Linked DNA regions of Ovis aries: region 1 is linked to region 2. The links are chromatin contacts, called in public Hi-C maps. All regions are on one chromosome and are shown on one strand. The core of a region is the stretch at or near the end of the contact, and the rest is flanking DNA. Distances in the headings are between cores, read along the strand shown. Region 1 overlaps TMEM178B (transmembrane protein 178B). Region 2 holds the start of TMEM178B (transmembrane protein 178B).

Region 1 (5,501 bases), core at 2,938-5,437, 170 kb after region 2:
CTGTGCTACAGGGGACTTGGTGGCATCTGACAGCATCCTACACAGGACAGTGAGAAACTCAGAACACCTCACCTCCATCCTGACCACTGTCCACCACCCTGGGCCCACCTTGGTGGTTTCCAGCTGCAAAATAGCTTTCTTGATGGTTCTAGCCACTCCATCAGGGAGGACTTAGTGAGGTAGGGAGTCAGGGCTTGTCCACAGGGTTTGGTGGTCCCACTTCAGTATATCATCAGCCTCATCACCTGTGTAAATGAGTATAAGCCAGTGCCCCTGCTCTTAGGGAGCTGATGTTGGTCACTTTGAAACAGCACTGTCCAGTAGAAATATAATATGAGCCATAGATTGAAACTTAATAGCCATTTTTTAAAAAAGAAAAAGGTCAAGTAAACCTTAACAATAGAGTTTATTTAACCTAAAATAATCAAATTTTATTTCAACATATAGTCTATTTTTTAAAATATTTTAATAAGTTGAAAAAATTTTTTTTGGTACTACGTCTTTGAAATTCCGACTAGGTTTTATAGGCTCCTTTTGGACCAGTGAGACTTCAAGTACTCAGTAGGCAAGACTAGTGGCTACTATATTAGAAATTGCTTAGAATGCCATTTGTTTTCTGCTATGAATTCTACCCTCCTAGTTAATAAAATGTAAGTTTTTTGGGTGAAGGAGGGGGAAGCCAAAAATTCAAATTCATCACCATTAATATTAAAATCCACAAAGCATAGGATTGGATCTGCTTTGTGTGTTCAGTACTAAGAAGGGATACCTTCCTCCTAGAAGCCTCTAAGCTTCTGTTAGAGTGTTTACTGATTAAGCTTCTAAATCTACACAATCTGTCTTCAGGGTCATCTGGAGTCTGGGAGAAGTTTCAAGAGATGACATAGTTTATGATGAACTGAAAATAACAATAAACCAATACCAACGTGAACCTAGTAACATGAGCAGCAATACCTTAAAAAGTCCCAAGATGCTGAGATATTAAGCTGTAAAAGTAGAAGGTAGCCTTCTCTCTTCTGTGGGTTGTGATACCTTCTACTTTCCCAAAGTAGAAAGTTAATGATTTCCTCTGAGCAAAGGAGGACAAGAGGTTTGGTGAGTAGAAGTTTTACTTTTAAGAATATTTGGGAGCAAAACATTTAAATTGATTGAATTGCATTTTCACCCCGAAGAGAATAACCGTCAGAAGTGAGTTCACGGTACATTTCTCTGTCTTTGGCAAACACCACGTGGGTTTTCCAGCTGTAAGCGCCTTCTGTGATCATTACATCAGGCAGATTGCCTTCTTACCCTCCACTGCACTGGGGTGCTGTGTTCTTTCTGTTTATTCACGTCTCTGTTTTTCTCCTCCTCCTCCTGGTGATTGGGTACTTTGCCAGCTTTTGGAAAGTTCTCTGAGGGGTGAGTACTGGCGAGGTTGTTCTGGGACTTCCTGCCCTGCGTCTCCTCTGGGTGGAAAGCCCTCTCTGTGAGGTCAGAACATTGTCACTTCTTCTCAGATTCCTTTTGGATACAAAGTGGGTTCCTGCTTCCTCTGAGTCCTCTCCCCCCAGAAAGCAACATGGCAGACTGTTTAGAATTTATTTGGCTTCTCGGCTGTCAAGCTCCAGCAAGATTTGGGTGTATGTGGTGATGCTGGTTTCCCTCAGATCTCTTTTTAAAAATTTTAATTTTTTAACACCAAAGACATTTTGCAGTGGTATACAGCTGATTAGCAATGTTGTAGTTTCAGGCGAACACGGACGGGACTCAGCTATACATGTACCCATATTTGTTCTCCTCCCAAACCCCCTGACACCCAGGCTGGCACATTACATTAGGCAGAGCTCCCTGCGCGCTACAGTAGGTCCTCGCTGGTTATCCATTTTAAATATAGCAGTGTGTACATGACCTTCCTGAAGTCCCTAACTATCCCTTCCCCCAGGCAACTGTGAGTTCATTTCCTAAGTCTGTGAGTCTCTTCATCAGATCTCTTTTACAATAGCTTTGAGAATGGCATTGAAACATGTATAATATCATATATGAAATGAATTGCCAGTCCAGGTTCGATGCGTGATACTGGATGCTTGGGGCTGGTGCACTGAGACAACCCAGAGGGATGGTATGGGGAGGGAGGAGGGAGCGGGGTTCAGGATGGGGAACATGTGTATATCTGTGGCAGATTCATGTTGATGTATGGCAAAACCAATATAATATTGTAAAGTAATTAACCTCCAATGAAAATAAATAAATTTATATTAAAAAAAATAAAATAGTTTTGCCTTGCTTCCTTCAGAATAGTGCTATCTGATAGAACCATGATGTGAGCCATATACTTAATTTTTAATTCACCAGTAACTGCCTTAATAAATGAAACAGGTGACATTAAATTTAATACTGCATTTTATTTAACCCTATATATCCCAAATAATCTCATTTTAATATCTCACCAACATAAAAAATTATTAGTGAGGTATTTTACATTCTTGATTTTCATACTAAGTCTTCAAAATATGATGGGTACTTCACACATCGGAATTTGCCTCCTAAATTTTCTTCAGAAATACTTGATCTTATTTAGAGTTCAAAACATTTATGATGGAAAATGTGGATTCACATATCCAACTTGTTTGAAACATACTTAAAACTTTTTAAGAACTAAGTTGAGTACCCCTCTCAAGTCAATTTTCTTTATATATCCACAGTAATAAAACTGGTTTATCAGTGAAGAATGAACTGATGTGATTTTGGAGCAAAGTGAAAAGTAGTCCTACCAAATAAGGCTGTGTTTAATGAAAAAAGATTTCATATTACTTTCATTTTAAAATTTAAACTTAGGTTTGCTGAAAGTTGCATCAGGTTGGGACCTCCGTGGTGGTCCTGTGGTTGAGGCCCCCCTTCCGCTGTGGAGGACGCGAGTTCCATCCCTGGTTGGGAAACTGCGGGCCCATGTGCTGCATGGCATGGCCAAAGAAACAAAATAAGCTAACTAAATCTTAAAAAAAAAAAAAGGTGTCAAATTTAAAATTCACCTTCTCAATCACAGTGGCCACAATTCAGATGTTCAGTTCAATCACGTGGGGCCACTTCAGAATATTTAAAGCCCCATCGAATTGAAAAGAACAAAATTAGAGTGATTTTTTCCCACGATGCCTCTCTGTGTAGCTGTTTTCAAGGGTTTTGCTTTAAAGGCACACACGTGCGTCTGTGTGTGCTTGCCTGCACGTGTGTATGTCTTCATCGACTCTGTTTCTGACTCTGTGTCTGGGATTATAACTGCTGTGTCCCTACCTTTTACTGCAGTGGGTTTTATTTCCTTCTTTCTGATACCATTTTTCATCTCATGGTCCATCCACCTCATTTTATTTCCCCTCTCTCCTGCTTTCCTATCTGACTTTCCATCATGAACAGGTCACAAAGTGTAATATTAAGAGAATAGAATTTTTTTTTTAGGGCGGGTTTTAGGATCACAGCATGTACCTCATCCCCCCGCACATTTTTACCCCCCTCCGTCATCAGTGTCTCCCACCAGAGCAGTATGTTTGTTCCACTCGGTCAGCCTCCAGTGATAGTCTTATCACCCAAAGTCCATAATTTACCTTAGGGTTCACTCTTGATGGTGTGCGTTCAGTGGTTTTGGACAAATGTCTAATGAATGGTTTTGGACAAATGTCTAATGAATGGTTTTGGACAAATGTCTAATGAACGGTTTTGGACAAATGTCTAATCAATATATCCGTCACTGTAGTATCATACAGAGTATTTTCACTGTCCTAAAGCTTTTCTGTGTTCACCTTTTTAAATAATTATTTTTTGTATTGCATAATTTTGAATTCCCAGTAGTAAAAAATAAATAAATAAAAAGGTAGTGTAGATTTTTTCCCTCACTCTAAAGTAAAATGTAAGCAAACTTAAACAACTAATCCCTTGGAGCCCTTGATTGATTTCCTTTTCTTGAAGGTCATGGACTAACAAAGGGGGAAAACATCCCTGCTACTGAATCTATCTGAGATCCGCTGGGCACTCAGTGTTGGGTTTTGCTGAGAAGGCTGCTGTGATGGTCATTTGTTTTTTTGCTCTGACCCCAACAATGGACTTCTGTTTTGAGATGAAAGAGAACACAGAAATCTCTCAGACCCTCTGTCCTGGTACAGGGTGGAGGGAGGTCAGCTCTGGTTTGTGGGGTGATGGTTGCCATGGGAAGTGATAAATAGCATCCTAGCCAAGGATGTGAGATGTTTATGAAGCTGAGGGACAGGTCAGCTGGGACTGGGTGTCGTCACCGGACAAGACCTGGGGGGAGAGGGAACTGAGGCAGGGCCCTCAAGTTAGCTTGGGCCGGTAGATGTGTGACCTTGAGCAAGTCGGCCACCTCCTTGGGCCTCAGCTTCCTTCCTCATTGTCAAATTGAGCTGTACCGTGTGTGCTTCCTCCACCATATCCACCTATGAGACCAGATCCACTTCTCAGAGCACTCATTCCCACTGCCGGGCAGCACCCAGGTACAGGACTGAGAAGAGGTTAAATCAAGCAGTTCCATTATTAGAAGCAATGGGGAGAAGGGAGAAAATAGGAGCCAATGCACCTCCATGTTCCATTTCCACTCCCCAAATAATTCACGTCTGCATGAGTCGTTTTTGCTTGACCTGTCATGACCTAAACATGTATTCACCAGCAGATACCCACACACCCACATCGTCCCGATGCCTGGCTCAGTTATGGCCTGGCACTCAGCTTTCCTCTGGAGCTGGCAGGAGAGGCAGACTGGGGCCTCTTGGGATGTGGATGTCTTGGGAGCATTTTGCATAGTTCATCTTAACTCAGTTTGCCAAGTGTTTATTGAGTTATCTACTTACTTATCTTTAAACCTATGTTTTTAAGCTCATATTTTGTGCCAGGTCCTGAAATAAGCCTTTTATAAAGATCAGCTCATTGACTTATATGTTAAGATAAACAGATCCTTTTAAGAAAATGTCACAAACACAGTTCTTGTCATCTAGAAACTCATAGACTACTTTGAGTTGTATAATATGTCTGCAGGAAACAGTTAAAGAGTCTGTTTCTTTTTTTTTTAAGTGCATAAATAATAACATAATCAGTAGGTGCTTCAGACATTCAGGGAGGGGAGAGATCGTTTAGGACTAAAATTCAGTCATGAAGGTATTTCTCACATGTGGAGAGGAAGGAAGATAGTTTTTTGAGTAGGAATAATATGGGTTAAAGTTTTCGTTACGATCGACTGGTAAGTATATGGCAATTAAAAGATACATAGGTACATTGTTGAATGAACAGATCACTGACTTCAGGCTTCAGGTTGGGTGACCGAACCTAGTCAGGCCGTTGCAAGAAGAATGGTGATCGTGGTTTCTGTTTCGGGGGAGACAGTGTTTGTGATGATGGCATGGCCACTTGGAGATGCTTGTGGACACTTGAACTGCAGTGTAGTTGAGAAACTGAAGGAGGAATACGACTTGAGAGTCAATGGAATAGAGGTGATCACCAAGTCATAAGATAGGATTTTG
Region 2 (5,861 bases), core at 1,175-3,674:
GCCACAAGGGAAGCCCAAGAATACCGGAGTGGGTAGCCTATCCCTTCTTCAGCGGATCTTCCCGACCCAGGAATTGCACCAGGGTCTCCAGCATTGTAGGTGGATTCTTTATCAACTGAGCTATCAGGGAAGCCCCAAAGCCTTTCCAATTTTGAGCTTCTGTGATCCTAGGCCAGTGTAGGTGCAAATGAGAAGGATTAGGCTGGAAATAATAGAGACCGTGAAGCTGTACATAATGGGGCAGAAGGAGCTTGAAGAAGACAGTGGGAAGACATGTAGATCAGTTACTTAAGGAGAGAAAATCATACAGTCATATAGTCTAGAGGAAGAATCACTGTCTTTTTTAACTGCAAAGACCAGGATCATCCTCAAATGGTTTAGAGCTGTCCAAAGGCATTGCACTTTAAAAGAGGCCTCAAATCAGTACCTTTTATAGGGTTTCTGGGATGTGATGAAGGACAGACGTTTCAAAATACAATGATAAAGGTGGTCAGAAAAGATGACGACAGTGCCTCATCACAGTCCCATTGAGGACCACTGGGAAGGGCATGGCATGTCACTGGAAGCAGGCCTAAGGCACAGGCCAGGAGAAAAAGCTGAAAAGCAAGAGTAAGAGAGGAGGGGAATAATGGCAGAGGGAGGGAGGATAGGACACAGGAAACAGGTGCATTTACTACAAAAAGCAGCTGCCTGGGCTTGCAGAGGCCCCAGGGGCTCCTCTTTCAGCAGGGGCTCCTCTTTCAGCTGGGCCTCAGAGGCAGGAGAGAGGGTAGCAGACTCAATAGAGACTGAGGCTCTGATGCTGGCGTGCCCCAACTTCCTGAGTGACCTTGTGGATGTCATTTCACCTTGCTGCCTCCTCCCTATTGTCAAGGGCAGGTATACAGCTCACCTAAAAGTACTCTGGGCTTTACCAGAGAAAATAGGTCCAGACATTTAAGACATTGTCTGCCTGGGTAGGAAGTGTCTACACTTGTTTCCTTTTTTTCACGGTTGAGAGAGGGAGAACAGGTAAGTGGAGGGTGGAGAGAAAGGTGAGAAGACATTGTGGCCAAAGTCAGCCTAGCTCCCCATCATCGTCCCAGGGAGCGCGGAGCCGGGATGTGGCCGGAGCGGGCTGGGGGCGGGGGCATGCTGCAGCGCGCAGAGAGCCGGACACCCAAGGACCTAAGCGGACACCCAAGGACCTAAGCGGACATCCTCAGGCTCTGCGGGCGCTTCACCAAGTCCCATTGCAGCATCAGGGACCAAAAGAGAGGCACGCCCCTCCCCCACTAGATGGCACTGAAACGCCTCGTTCGAGATATTCAGAATGCAGGAAGCTAGGAAAAAAGACAAAAAGAATATGGTGGAGGTGCGCTCATTTTGGCTCGCCGGCCCAGTTGTGCAAAGCAGGGTGCCAGACCCTCTCTGATTCCCCAGGGCAGCCCTTCAGTCGGCAGTCCGGGCCTTCGGCTTTGGAATGAGAGTGAAAATGAGGGGTGAGCCTTAGAGCGGAGAACCCAAGGTTTCGACCCGGGAGGGAGGCACCCAGCCCTGCGGCGGCATCTCACGTGAGCCGGGCGGTGTGTGTTGGGAGGATGAAGCTGGCTCGCTTGGGGCCTGTTCGCTTAAGGTCTGGGGTCTCTCCTCGCCACCTCCCAGAGTCCTCGGAGAGCCTAAATCCAGCCACCACCCGGATAAGGACAAACCCCGAACCGAGGTGTCATTTAACCCCACTTCACCACCTCAAAGCGTGAGCCTCCCAGGCGTTTCCAAAATCTATTAAGCACCCTCAGGCCCCCGCCCCCGGAAAATTCTGTCTCTCTCGTCTAGAAAGCATCACTCAATTTTCTTTTCCTGCTGAGGAGGGAGGTGGAGGTGGGTGTATGTTGGAGTGTCTGGCGCTGGCGTGGGGCTGGACCGGGGATGGTGCCGACAAACCCGCGGACGCGCTCGGCCCCGGGTGGAAACGCCTGTAGCCGGTTAGGGCAGCGCCTGCGGCTTTCTGGGGGAGAACAAAGATCAAATACAATCCAGGACATAGGCGACCGAATCCGGGGACGCAGGGGAACTTCCTCAGTCCCTCTGAAGGCCCACTCCGCAATAAGCAGTCTTTTCTTTCAAGAACTCTGGTCTATTTAAGCGAATTTTGCACTACTGAAAAGAGATAAACGGAGATGGAGGCAACATCCTTACATTTATACTAACGCCCGTAAACATGCTACATATCACATATATGTATATGTGCATAAATATGGATGTGGTTGTGCACATACCTAGCCAGACACCATTGACTTGCCTGGTCACAGAATAAGCCTTAGACATCCTGTGCCTGGGAAATGGTGCACTTTATCTTTAAGGATGCTAGAAAAATAAGAGATGAGGCTCACGTTGCACGGATGACATCACTAGCTTTTGGCTGTGCGCTCCGTGTTCTCGTCTGTGGGTTTCAGCCAAGGCTGCAGCGCCCGGCTCCCGAGCAAGAGAGCAAAGCCGCGGCTTCCTCCAGCGCCCCGCAGCCGGGCGATGCGATTTCCCGAGCCTCCCCGGCGCAGCCCGGGCTCTGGCTCCCTGGCACCGGCCGAGACCGCGAGGTCCCGGAGCCGCCGCGGCTAGAGGAGGAGGCAGGGACGGGGAGCTGAGAGTCCCAGCCTCCCTCCCCCACCCTCGCCCCATTCACCTCGGCGACCACCGCTCCTGGAGCCGGATCGTGGAACGCCGAGGCCGGACGCGACTCTCTGCGTGCTGCCGAGTGAGCCGGCATCTCAACCCCTGGGTGGGCTGCGAAGAAAATGGTGCAGTCTGAGAGCGGCTGACCCCAGCTGGACCGAGCAGACGGAGTGCTGGAGTGCCGGGGTTCAGGTGGCGGGAGAAGGGGGCGGATTGCGTCGAAGGGCCGGAGCCGTTGTTTTCCTGGGTACCTGCAGCACCCGGGCAGCACGTTCCCGGGGCTACACGGGAGCCCGATGAAGTGAGGCGGAGGCGTCGCGGGAGAGGCGGGTTTGAAGGTGGCCGGGTGGACACTTCGGGAAGAAGACGGCAGTGGTGGGGGCGGCATGACGCCCTGGGGGCTGGCTGCTGGGCGGGCCGGGCGCGGCGATCGCGCGACCTGTCCATGGTGTTGAAGGCGCCGTGCGTCGAGCCCCGCGCGCCCCGCTCTGTGCGCCCTGCCGGGTGCACCCTCCTCGGCGCAGCCAGCCTCTCGCTCCCGCGGGCTGCCGCCCAGTCGCCGCAAAGCCCCGACCAAGGCTCATCCGGTAACGCCGTCTGGGTGACCGCACCGTCGGCCCGAGGGGCCGCCTGAATGGCGAAGCAAGAGGCAGACGACCCGGGAGCTCGCGGGGAAAGGTCGGGCGAGACCGTGCACCGACTGGGAGCCCGCCTCTGAACGCTCCGCGCTGGCCAGAAGGAGCAAAGGACCAGCTGGTGACCAGAGGACACAGAATTTTAAAAAATTTTTTGGGTAAAAGACCCGATCCGGAGAAGACTTCTTCTCTTGTAGACCAGAAAGGGTAGAGGCGCTGAGAGGGAGACCCAGGCGGGACTCAGGGCAGCCTACCCTGGCATCTGGAGGTTTCCTGAGCTGGCCGGCCGCATCGAGGGTGATTCAATTTATCTCGTCGCCTAGCATCTCCTCCTGATAGACCCCTCCCCCAAGAAAGCCAAGCGAGTGGGTCCCGCCACTCTGCACAAAGAAAGCCCAGGAGTCCCACCGCAACAGAGAGCACTTGGTGTTTAGTTTCCGGCCCGAGGGCAGCGTCGCCCGAAACCCGGCTGAGTGCTGCGGGCGCGGCGGGTTCCGAGAAGCAGCTTCTTGCGGGGCAGGGAGGGGGCGGGAGGCGGCCTGGCCCGGCGCGGCGTCGCCAGAGGCTGCGCCTGCTCGGGAGGACGCCCAGGGGATCGCCGGAGCCTCTCCCGATCAGAACTTTTTACGCTGCCCGCCCCCATCCCCTGCAGTCCCTGGGCTGCTCACCAGCAGGCAGGGGCCGAGGGGCGCCGCTGCGGAGTCCCCTTGCCGTCCCCTCCTCGGCTCGGCCGCCCGCAGCTTTGTTCCGGGCGCGCTGAGGGAAGGAGAGGCTGCGGCGGATCATGCCCAAGGTGTAGCCGCGAAGCGGAGGCATGGCTGCCGGAAGGTTACTGCTCTACACGGGCCTCTCGCTAGCGCTCTGCGCCCTCGGCATGCTGGCCGTGGCCATATGCTCAGACCACTGGTACGAGACGGACGCCAGGAAGCACAGGGACAGGTGCAAGGCCTTCAACACTCGCCGGATCGACCCCGGCTTCATTTACAACAACAACAACAACTTGCCACTCCGGGCCAGCCGCTCGCGCCTGGACCGCTGGGAGGGCAAGCTCCTCCGGGCCCGCAATCGCCGGCAACTCTTCGCCATGAGCCCCGCCGACGAGTGCAGCCGGCAGTACAACTCCACCAACATGGGCCTCTGGAGGAAGTGCCACCGACAAGGCTTCGACCCCGAGATCGCGGCCCTGATTCGGAAAGGTAAGCGCTTGGAGGCGAGGCGTGGCGCGGCGCTGCGGAGAGCCGCGCGCCTCTAGGCCCGGCTGCCCTCTCCTGCCTTCGCTCGGCCGCAGCCTCTAAGATCTCTTGGTATCAGGAGGTCAGGTTGTCCAGGCTCGGCTGAGCCTTGAAGTGGCCACATCTTGCCTCCCAACAGCTCGTAATGAGGCTTACCTCTCCCTCCTCAGCCTTTGGTCTTGCGTGTGCCTGATGGGATTCCGACAGAATCTCACAGTCCAGGGGTTTTACCCAGGAAGATACTTCAGTGGTCTCTGAAAAGGAAGGGAATCTGTAATCTTGTGCGGTTAACAGAGGAAAGAAACCCTTTAAGAGGGTTATGTCGGGGTAGACAGACTCCTAGTTTTAATCTTTGTTTTACGTGTTGCACTGATTCATCAAAGGCAACTGGGGAAACATCTCACAGAGAAGGCCTTATTCATGCCAGAAATGTTGAAGTGCTATATACTCTGCTCGGCATAACGCAGGCACTAGTCATAGAAACATCAATAAATCACAGCCCCGGCCCTATTTCAGCCCAAAGCCTGTTGACCTGTAGCAGCACACCATAGTTCTTGATTTGTCTTTTTGAGTGGTTGACAAAAATGTCTCCTGCACACTGAATATTAGCAGGATCTAATAAGCACACGAAAGTAGTCCCCCCCCCCCCCCAACACCAGAGTGAGTACTTAAGAGGAAAAAAAAATACTATTTTCAGAAGATTTGTAGAAAACATATCCAGAGTATATGAATGCAGAAAACAAACTGTATTTGCTAATGATGAAAATTTACTTGATACTTTAATATGATCACAAAAATTTTTTAAATTCTGCTCATCTGATGCGTTTGTAGATCTTGCATGATTTATACTTTGGGGAGCATCCTACTCCATTAGCCCACTGAAATATTGTTTGGATGTATATTAATATTGCTTTGAAGAAGGGACTATGCATGCTGGAATATGCATTAATGATAGCTGCACCCTGGAAGTTGTGGTGCAATTTCATGAGTTCCTCCCACCCCCTTCACTTTCTTCATCTGTTAAATGGTAATACCAAGGTGAAAACAATGTTGTTGTCTGAAAAGTCTTTGTGGCTACCATATGAGGTAGTTTTTCCTAATGTCAATAATTACAGTGCAGGGTTGCTGCTATTTTAAAATCTTGTGTGTGAAAACATGTTCTTTGATTTGTTAAAATGTTGAAGTGGATCAGAAAAAACAACTATTAATTTGAAAAAAAAAGTCAGTTGTTTAAGAAAGACAAACAGTGGGTATAGTTTGAGTGGCCACTCAGATTTAGGGGGGTAGGTTCAGAAAGAGAATCCATCTTAGTATTTGTCTGCATCTTCTGTAGAATGACTAG

What was found. Hi-C and Micro-C count contacts between places; a contact is called where the count stands out from the background.
Region 1: a contact with region 2 is called in a Hi-C map of hypothalamus, with 7 times the contacts expected there. The contact joins the enhancer-like site here to the promoter of TMEM178B in region 2. A contact is called at or near these places in 4 of 16 Hi-C or Micro-C datasets (blood, hypothalamus, liver and 1 more).

Annotation. Positions count from the first base shown.
Region 1 is chr4:105,896,629-105,902,129 of ARS-UI_Ramb_v3.0, forward strand. All of the region lies in intron 2 of TMEM178B (transmembrane protein 178B), which reads left to right. Among named protein-coding and RNA genes, the nearest start is that of TMEM178B, 160 kb to the left of the region's middle. Within about 2 kb of position 4,188, at least 8 of the 54 cell types and tissues checked have an H3K27ac peak or open chromatin away from gene starts, as enhancers often do. A contact at or near this core is called in hypothalamus, where this site is marked.
Region 2 is chr4:105,732,942-105,738,802 of ARS-UI_Ramb_v3.0, forward strand. It overlaps TMEM178B (transmembrane protein 178B), which reads left to right and starts at 2,425. Exons shown (of 5, transcript XR_006059714.2): 1 at 2,425-4,483.